3 separate regions of the Mus musculus genome follow, and all the other regions are linked to region 3. The links are chromatin contacts, called in public HiChIP or PLAC-seq maps. All regions are on one chromosome and are shown on one strand. The core of a region is the stretch at or near the end of the contact, and the rest is flanking DNA. Distances in the headings are between cores, read along the strand shown.

The links. HiChIP or PLAC-seq counts read pairs in DNA pulled down with a chosen protein or histone mark.
Region 1: an H3K4me3 HiChIP or PLAC-seq map of pro-B cells shows a contact between it and region 3, with 6 times the contacts expected there. The contact joins the enhancer-like site here to the promoter of E130215H24Rik in region 3. A contact is called at or near these places in 3 of 39 promoter capture datasets (hippocampal neurons, liver and pre-B cells) and 1 of 115 datasets of contacts at active chromatin or transcription factors (pro-B cells).
Region 2: an H3K27ac HiChIP or PLAC-seq map of large pre-B cells shows a contact between it and region 3, with 4 times the contacts expected there. The contact joins the promoter of Cstdc2 here to the promoter of E130215H24Rik in region 3. A contact is called at or near these places in 4 of 39 promoter capture datasets (cranial neural crest, hippocampal neurons, liver and 1 more) and 3 of 115 datasets of contacts at active chromatin or transcription factors (large pre-B cells, neural progenitor cells and pancreatic cancer cells).

What each region holds. Positions count from the first base shown.
Region 1 is chr2:149,282,123-149,284,822 of GRCm38.p6, reverse strand. No RefSeq gene overlaps it. Among named protein-coding and RNA genes, the nearest start is that of Cst10, 120 kb to the left of the region's middle. Within about 2 kb of position 1,387, at least 37 of the 459 cell types and tissues checked have an H3K27ac peak or open chromatin away from gene starts, as enhancers often do. A contact at or near this core is called in pro-B cells, where this site is marked.
Region 2 is chr2:148,849,673-148,852,372 of GRCm38.p6, reverse strand. It overlaps Cstdc2 (cystatin domain containing 2), which reads left to right and starts at 1,439. Exons shown (of 3, transcript NM_029960.3): 1 at 1,439-1,702. The coding sequence starts at 1,493.
Region 3 is chr2:150,666,074-150,668,773 of GRCm38.p6, reverse strand. It overlaps E130215H24Rik (RIKEN cDNA E130215H24 gene), which reads right to left and starts at 1,280. Exons shown (of 2, transcript NR_040331.1): 1 at 817-1,280; 2 at 1-313. It overlaps Acss1 (acyl-CoA synthetase short-chain family member 1), which reads left to right and starts at 534. Exons shown (of 14, transcript NM_080575.2): 1 at 534-889. The coding sequence starts at 577.

The sequences.
Region 1 (2,700 bases), core at 138-2,637, 1.4 Mb after region 3:
CCATTGCAGTTTAATTTAAAAAAATATTGGTTAAATAAAATGCCAACAGCTGGACAGACGAGATAAAGGTGTGGCTTGGCGGTCTCGGGCTTAGGGTCTTTGGAGAAAAAGAGTGAGGGAGAAAAAGTGGAGAGATGAGGAAGAAGCCATAGTGTAGGTGAGTTATGAATACAAAACCATGCGGGCTGCGAATTGGAGTAAAGGGTAGCCCAGTTGATACATCATGAGTAATAATTCTGAGTTACTACTAGGAAAGTCGATTCTAATGGCATAGAAGAATATGTGTGCCCTTTATTTGTAAATTACTTGATCAAAGTTGGTGTAAATGCCTCTGATTGAGATTAAATATTCTATACAACATCTAGGCTTTGCAGTCTATATACAGAACAGACCAGCCCTTTCAACTGTCTGGGCTTTCTGCCATAGTATTATGCAACTAACCTGCAGGGCAGTTTTATCTTTTTTCCTATATCATGGTGCATGAGTTTCTGTTTTGTTATTCTTAGATGTTCACATTTCTAACTATATATACAGATGCAATGTGTAGAAAATTTACCATTCCATGAGCTGTTTTGCAATTTACAAGTCTCACAAAAAAAAAAAAAAAGAAGACAGTAGTTTCATAGAATAATTTGGGAAAAAAATACCAAAAGTATACCTTGCAAAGGGGAATATCACTGTGGATGATAAGAACAATGTAAGAAAGAAGGGATTATCAGTAAAGGCTGAGATGTTATTGAGAACTGCTTCAGTGTCATAGAAAAATATTTATTCTATATCTGAGTACATTCCAGAAAGTACTATGAGTTCAAGCTAAGATATAGATTGGAACAAGAAAGATCCTAGTACTTTTCCAGTCGCACAAGTATACTACTAATACTATCAATCATTAGTAGCTATATCAGACATTCAATTGATGATAACATATACACTAGACATTATTGCCCTAAATGATCCATAGCAGTCAGCATCATTAAGAGGCCATGAACATATGTAATTGAATATCCAGTGAGTTAAAACACTGCAGAATTTTAGGTGGGAATTTAAGGGACATAGAATTTAATTTTGAAATTAAATACTCCATGAAGGGAGTATTACTGACCCGTCCAGCAGGTATAGATATTCGTGGGTGTCAAGGGGACTGCTCCTGGGGTGAGAGAGAAACGGAGACCAAGCACAGAAAAGACACGATGTCAATCTGTATCTCGTCAAGGTCTCATTGTATTCAGCAAAGCTTGCAGTTTTTATACAAAGATAATAAAGGGGAAATAACCCTTATGCAGAAGGGCAGGGGTAAGCAGTGGTAATTTTTCTTGGTGGGTGCTGTAAGGGGAAGCATGATATCTAAAAGTACATCTTGTGGTTAGGACGTCTGCTGTTTGCTTCAAGTCTGGAACATCTTGTGGTAATTCTCAGAACAGTCGGTTGGTAACCTTCATCTGAATTTAGTCAGCTTGGGGAGGAGGTCCAACTTTTAGGTCTTTTGGCAATCTTCTTGAGGCTTTTACAAAGAACTTTCTTTTGGCCCCTAACATATTACCAAATGTGTTCTCATACCACATTATAGTATTTTGTGAAGAAAATACCATCATATCAAAGTTTTGTGCTTCATTCTTTTCTTGTATAATAAAATTTCCACTGATACGTCAACTTTGACCAAGATATACATTTATTAATCTGTAGTTTTAAATGATGTCATGATCTTTAATAGCAACATTTTCAAAATCCTGAGTTTTAATACAATAGACATTTTAGTATTAAAATATTTTTATCAGTATGTATACACTGTGGTTTGGACTTTATTGTACTTTGAACTGCATATGCAATAGTATTATTCAAGCATGATTCCTAAATGCATTGAATAACTAAATTCAATTAAATTGACTTTTCATGAATGTGTCATTTCTGTTATGACCTATTACTATGGCTATATTACCTCTGAGATGTCCCTAGAATAATTTTTATGGCCAATGGTTGAACAAATAACTTTGATATATTTTGTGAGCCAGTTACACATGATAGTAAAAATTTAGAATGAGGTTACAATTTATGGTGGAAGTTATAGGCATGTGAAGTGATCATTTAACCTTATGGTCTGTACTTCAATCTATAGGATATGACACCAAAACCACTTAGAAAATGAAATGGAGCCAGGTGATCATGGTGCACACCTTTAATCACAGCACTTGGAAGGCAGAGACAAGGGATTTCTTAGTCTGAGTCCAGCCTGGTCTACAAAGTGAGTTCCAGGCCAGCCTGGGCTATTCAGAGAAAGTCTGTCTCAAAGAAAATTAAAAAAACCAAGCAAACAAACAAACAAACAAACAAACAAAAGCAGAAAGAAAGAAAGAAAGAAAGAAAGAAAGAAAGAAAGAAAGAAAGAAAGGAAGGAAGGAAGGAAGGAAGAAAAAAGAAACCAGGCAAGGCAAGAGAGTCAAGGAAGGCAGGAAGGCAGGAAGGCAGGAAGGCAGGAAGGCAGGAAGGCAGGCAGGCAGGCAGGCAGGCAGGCAGGCAGGCAGGCAGGGAGGGAGGGAGGGAGGGAGGGAGGAAGGAAGGAAGGAAGGAAGGAAGGAAGGAAGGAAGGAAGGAAGGAAGGAAGGAAATGAAATTGTGGAGAGGAGCTTCAGGACATTACACTAGTGTTTTCTGGTTAATGTCTAGCTGTTTTGTGCCAATTGGGCTATCCATAATCTGATATCA
Region 2 (2,700 bases), core at 190-2,689, 1.8 Mb after region 3:
GTTAGAGAAAGGACCCAAGGAGCTGAAGGGGTTTGCAGCCCCATAGGAGGAACAACAATATGAACCAAGCAGAGCTCCCCAGAACCCCTAGGGACTAAACCACCATCCAAAGAGAGACCCATGGCTCCAGCCACATATGTAGCAGAGGAGGGCCTTGTGGGGCATCAATGGGAGGAGAGGCCATTGGTCCTGTGAAGGTCGATGCCCCAGTGTAAGGGAATGCCAAGACATGGAAGCAGGAATGGGTAGGTGGGTGGGGGAACACTCTCATAGAAGCAGGGGGAGAGAGAGGATGGGATAGGGTGTTTCAGAGGGGAAACCAGGAAAGGGGATAGCATTTGAAATGTAAATAAAGAAAATATCTAATAAAAATTTTTTCAAAAAAGAGTTAGGTTTTCAGCTTTTATTGAAGCACGGAACAATGATAGTTATTAGTCCATATTTAAGCACAGAACAGTAATAAAGAGTTAAGTTCCCAGTGTTTAATAAAGCACAGAGGGTTAAGGAGAAAAGAAGCCATCAGCTTCTAGCCCCAGTACAGTTAGAGTTACAAGACCATCAGTCTTTTGACTGTTGTCCAACTCTGTGTTCCATCTCAGCTACCACTTCAAAAGGCTGGGGCAGTATCGCAGCAGAGTATGGACATGCTGGGTAGAGTCAGCGCTCACAGTCCCCAAACATTACATGTAGATGCTGATGCAGTCTGAAGGCACACTTTACCATGAAGACAAGGCCTCAGTCTTCTTTTAAAGAGAATGTGGTGTTTCGATGTGCCAGTCCAATTTGCTGCCCGAGCTTTCGTAATTATGGCCACAAGAGGGCATAATTGGCACCTTGGATTCCTGAACTCTAGACACCTCAGTGTTGGTGCCATCTCCTAGAAGCCTACACCAGGATGCTCATTCAGGCTAGGAGAGGATAGGGGAAGTTCCCTATCACATAGGCACAGCGAAACATTCCTTAGGAACAACTCAAGAGGAGACAACTGCCTCTCCTGTGCCACACTGCAGCTCAAGCATAAAGAGAAATCAAGTTGCTCTCATGCTTCCCATTTTAATCTGTCTTTTCCTGAGTCACTGTCTCCCTCTACTGGCACGTCCAGAAATTGCCTTTCACTAACACTGCCAGTTATCAATCTTTCAGCACCTGACCATGGGGCGTTCTCTTCAAGGCTCTTCTATCCAGTGAGTCACAGGTAGTGAGTGTGGTAGGACTCAGATCAGGAGCCCCTCAATCTCTTATCTTACTTGTTCTTTACAAACCACTCTGCCTGGGTGCTCTTTGCTCCATCCGGGACAGGAGGAAAATGAACAGCTTTGACTGAGGGAGGTGGTACCAAGGGGGAAGGAACTCGGAGTGATGATCAAGAGAATCCCCAGAGGGAGGAGTCTGGAGCCCAGGAAATTAATTTAAGGGTTAGACTTAAAGGAACAGGGCTGTAAGGGCAAAGACAGGAGACAGAACCTGCATCATATTGTCGCCAGCGGGGAAGATGGCTCTGCCCTGGACAATATTACTGGCTCTCTCTGGTATCTATGTCCAGGGAGCTCAGGCATGGTGTTCGGAAGAGGATACTCTCGAACTCGATAAACTAGTCAGTGAACCTGACATAGTGAAGTTTGCTTTGAGTGCATTCCACAAAAAGAGCAAGGATGAATATGCCTACAGGGTGATACACATCATGAATTTCTTGAAAGTACAGGTAGGTGATCTTGTCCACTTGCTGTTTTCTGATAAAGCAGGCAGGACACTTTTGTCTTGGCTAGACATTTGCAACCCATGGCTGAGTTACATATAAATCATTTGGCTTCATTGTTTAGAATGCTTTTCTAAGTTACATATTCTTTTGAATTAAGTTTACTCACATAAAAATTACTATGCAATATTATCCTGTTTTATGATAGTACTTACTTAATTAAAGAATACATTTTAGATCAGGCATGGTGGTATACAAATGTAGTTCCAGCATTTTGAAAGCTGGTACAGGAAGATCTGGACTTTGATGCAATATAATAATAATAATAATAATAATAATAATAATTCACAGAATAAGCACTTCTAGGGAGATCTTTCTATTGAACAAAGAAAATATTTACACAAAAATCCCATAGGCAAAGACTGAAGATATGTCAAAAGCACCTTTAAAAGTTTTTGCTAGCATATATTTATTATGCACAATAACAGATTTCATCATGACACTTCATAAATGTACATAATGTATTTTCACCATATTCGCCTCCCATTACTCTCTGTATACCCCTTCCATCCTTGCTTAATTCTTTTCTCATACCTTTTTGTATTTGTCTTTGTACTTTGTACATTGTTGCTGTTATTGTTGTTGTTGATTATGATGATAATCAAATGAGTTTAATTGGAGTTTCTACTGAAACATGCTCAAGTGATATTTTAGAGAAGTATGGGCAACTTACAAGCATATTAAAAAATTAAAACAGTTTGAGGGTTGCAGAGGGATCTGTCAGTAAAGTGCTTACCACACAAATATGAGGACTAGAGTTTGGATCCTCATCACCTATGTAAAAAGCCTGGCTCAGAGATGCACACCTGCAATCCCAGTGTCTGAAAGGCAGAGACAGAAAAGTCTGGAGAGGGCCAGCTACTGACCAGCCTAGTGTGAGTCAGCCTCAGCTTCAGTGACATGTCCCGTGTCAAAAGGTAAGATGGAGAGCTGCTGAGGAACAC
Region 3 (2,700 bases), core at 31-2,530:
CCCCCAGGGTTGCTCATCAGCCCTTTAGCCCGCTGCGGGTGATTTATGTGTGTGTGGCATGGTTGTACAGGCCCACACCATTGGGAGAGGGCTTTACTCTCAGAAGGTCTCCTAAGGAGGAAAGCTTTGACTTCAATCTATGGTATGCTGAACCAACTGACGGTTCATCCACACCATCTGTGAGCTGCTTCGCTCTTATGACCACTTAGACGCGTTCCCAATCTTATCTCAGAGCGCTGCCTGTGTCCCAGGTCCGGAGGCTGGGCCAACCGTGTACTTGCAGCTTCTGTCGCCAGCCAGAAAGTTATTTGGTCTGTAAAAAGAGATCGCAGAAACCCAGGAAACTGAAGCCGAGAGCGCGGGCTAGCCCCGGACTGGGCGCACAACAAAACCTAGTTCTACCCACCTCCCGGAGTCCCTGTCCAGGAGGGAAGAGGTGGGAAGGGGCAGGCTCAAGGAAGCTGCTTCTCCGGGAGAGAAGTAGTGGGTGGTGGCCGCGGGGGCGGAGCCGGGGCGGGGCCGTGGAGACTCTTAGGGGCGCTCAGGCTACCGCACCCGCGTGGGGCGTCGGGCGAGATGGCGGCGCGCAGCCTCGGCAGCGGTGTGGGGCGACTGCTGCGTGGCCTGCAAGGGCGCTCTGGACAATCGGGGTGGTCACTGAGCGTGTCCCGCTCGACCGCCACCCGACTCCCGGGCTGCGTTCCTGCAGCAGCGCAACCAGGCTCGTACCCCGCGTTGAGCGCTCAGGCAGCCCAGGAGCCGGCCGCCTTCTGGGGGCCGCTGGCCCGTGACACACTAGTTTGGGACACTCCTTACCATACTGTCTGGGACTGTGACTTCAGGACGGGCAAGATCGGCTGGTTCCTGGGAGGCCAGTTGAATGTGTCTGGTGAGTGCCTTGCTGGGTCCAGCTCATTTTCGCCGAGACTCGGGAGGCTCCAGTCAGTAGCAGCTGCCCCCAGGCCTTGGCTCTTTTCTCCAGAATGCTTCACCACCCACCCTAATCCTTGGGTCACGTCACTTTGTTCTGTATTCCACCGGATCTAGAGACTGCAGCTGGCGAAGCAGCAGTTACCCTCCCAAGTCTGCAGCGCTGTCTCTAGCGGGAAACTGGGGATACCCGGTTTAACCTCAGAGTGTTCTACCCTAACACAGATTCTAGGGGGCTTTGTCTTCAGACACAAAGCTTAGGACCCCAGATAGGCCTAGATGGAGAGAGCCCATGCTCCAAGAGTCCAGGCTTTTCTGACTCAGGGCCCCCAGATCAGCAGGGTAAACGCAAAGTACATAGGTTGCTATCGGCAACTGCAGGTGCTAGGGCTCGAGGCTCCCCTGAGGACAAACCTTGCAGTGTAAACAGAGCTTGGTGGGTGCAGGAAGAAGAAAGTGTCAGCCCCTGGGAGGGAACTGCTTATCTCCTCCGGTTGGGGTATGTGGGCAGGAAGTTCTCGGTCTAAGAACTGCACCCCAAAAACAAACGTCTACAGTGTCAAAGGCAGGTGTAACTTCAGCTCTCCGGAGTCTGAGTCAAGAGGAGCTGAACTCAAAGCCAGCTTGGACTATGTACCAGCCTCCCCCTTGATCTCTAAACGAGACACATCAGTCACTCTAGCTGTCAGTTTTCTGATGAGCCCGGATTCTGCTGAGGGTGGAGGCAGGGAAACACACGGAGGAGCCGAGAACTGAAGGAGGGGTTGGACTGAGAGGGGCTGGACAGACAGGCTGTGTCTCTGGTGCACAGCAGAGGGTTGGGAACTTTTGCATTCCTGTGGGATGGGAGCGAGGGTTGGATGGGTCAGAGATGCGTAAGGGACGAACTGAAGGTCTTTAAGACGAGGTGGCAGGTGATGCTTTGTTTAAGGACCAAAGTTAGAGGTGGAATCTGGTGTCTGCAGTTTCACTACCTCTTCAGCTTTGGTGCGTCTCAATCGCCCCATTTGTAAAATGAGAAAGCAATACTCACCTCTTATGCTGTCTGTACCGCAGTGCTGGGGGTGGGGATACAGTAACCTGTCCAGGCTTACTGGTGATCAATAAGCTGTAGCAGTTCTGATTTAATATATTCAGAAATTATAGGGTCTGTTTTTATTTATTTATTTATTTATTTATTTATTTATTTATTTATTTATTATATGTAAGTACACTGTAGCTGTCTTCAGATACTCCAGAAGAGGGCATCAGATTTCATTACGGATGGTTGTGAGCCACCATGTGGTTGCTGGGATTTGAACTCGGGAACTTCGAAAGAGCAGTCAGCGCTCTTAACCACTGAGCCATCTTGCCAGCCCCCTGTTCTTTTTTTAAAGCACAAAACTTTAAAGAAACTTTGGACAAGTCATTTTTCCCCCGTATATTATATCACTTGACAAGTTTAATCTAAATGAGTCTTTTACTAGATAAGTGTTGCCTTTAGACTTGAGTCAGCAAATTCTTCAACTTGGGTTAAGAAGTTCTTGCGTTTGCAGAAAGTGTCCTTCAAGTGAGTATAGCAGTTTGCAGAAGGAAGGGGGCAGAAAGTGTGCGGCTTCTTTGGAAACCTCTCCTCCCTTAAGAGGTCAAGGCCGCTGGGACGACCAAGCTTGTAGCTGATAAGAAGTGGTATCAGCCTTATGGTGAGGCTTGGGTGTGGTCTTCTAGGAATTCTCTGGCCTCTATTCTTCTACTATTAGAGCTGTGTGAGCCAGACAGAGTTTGAACTTC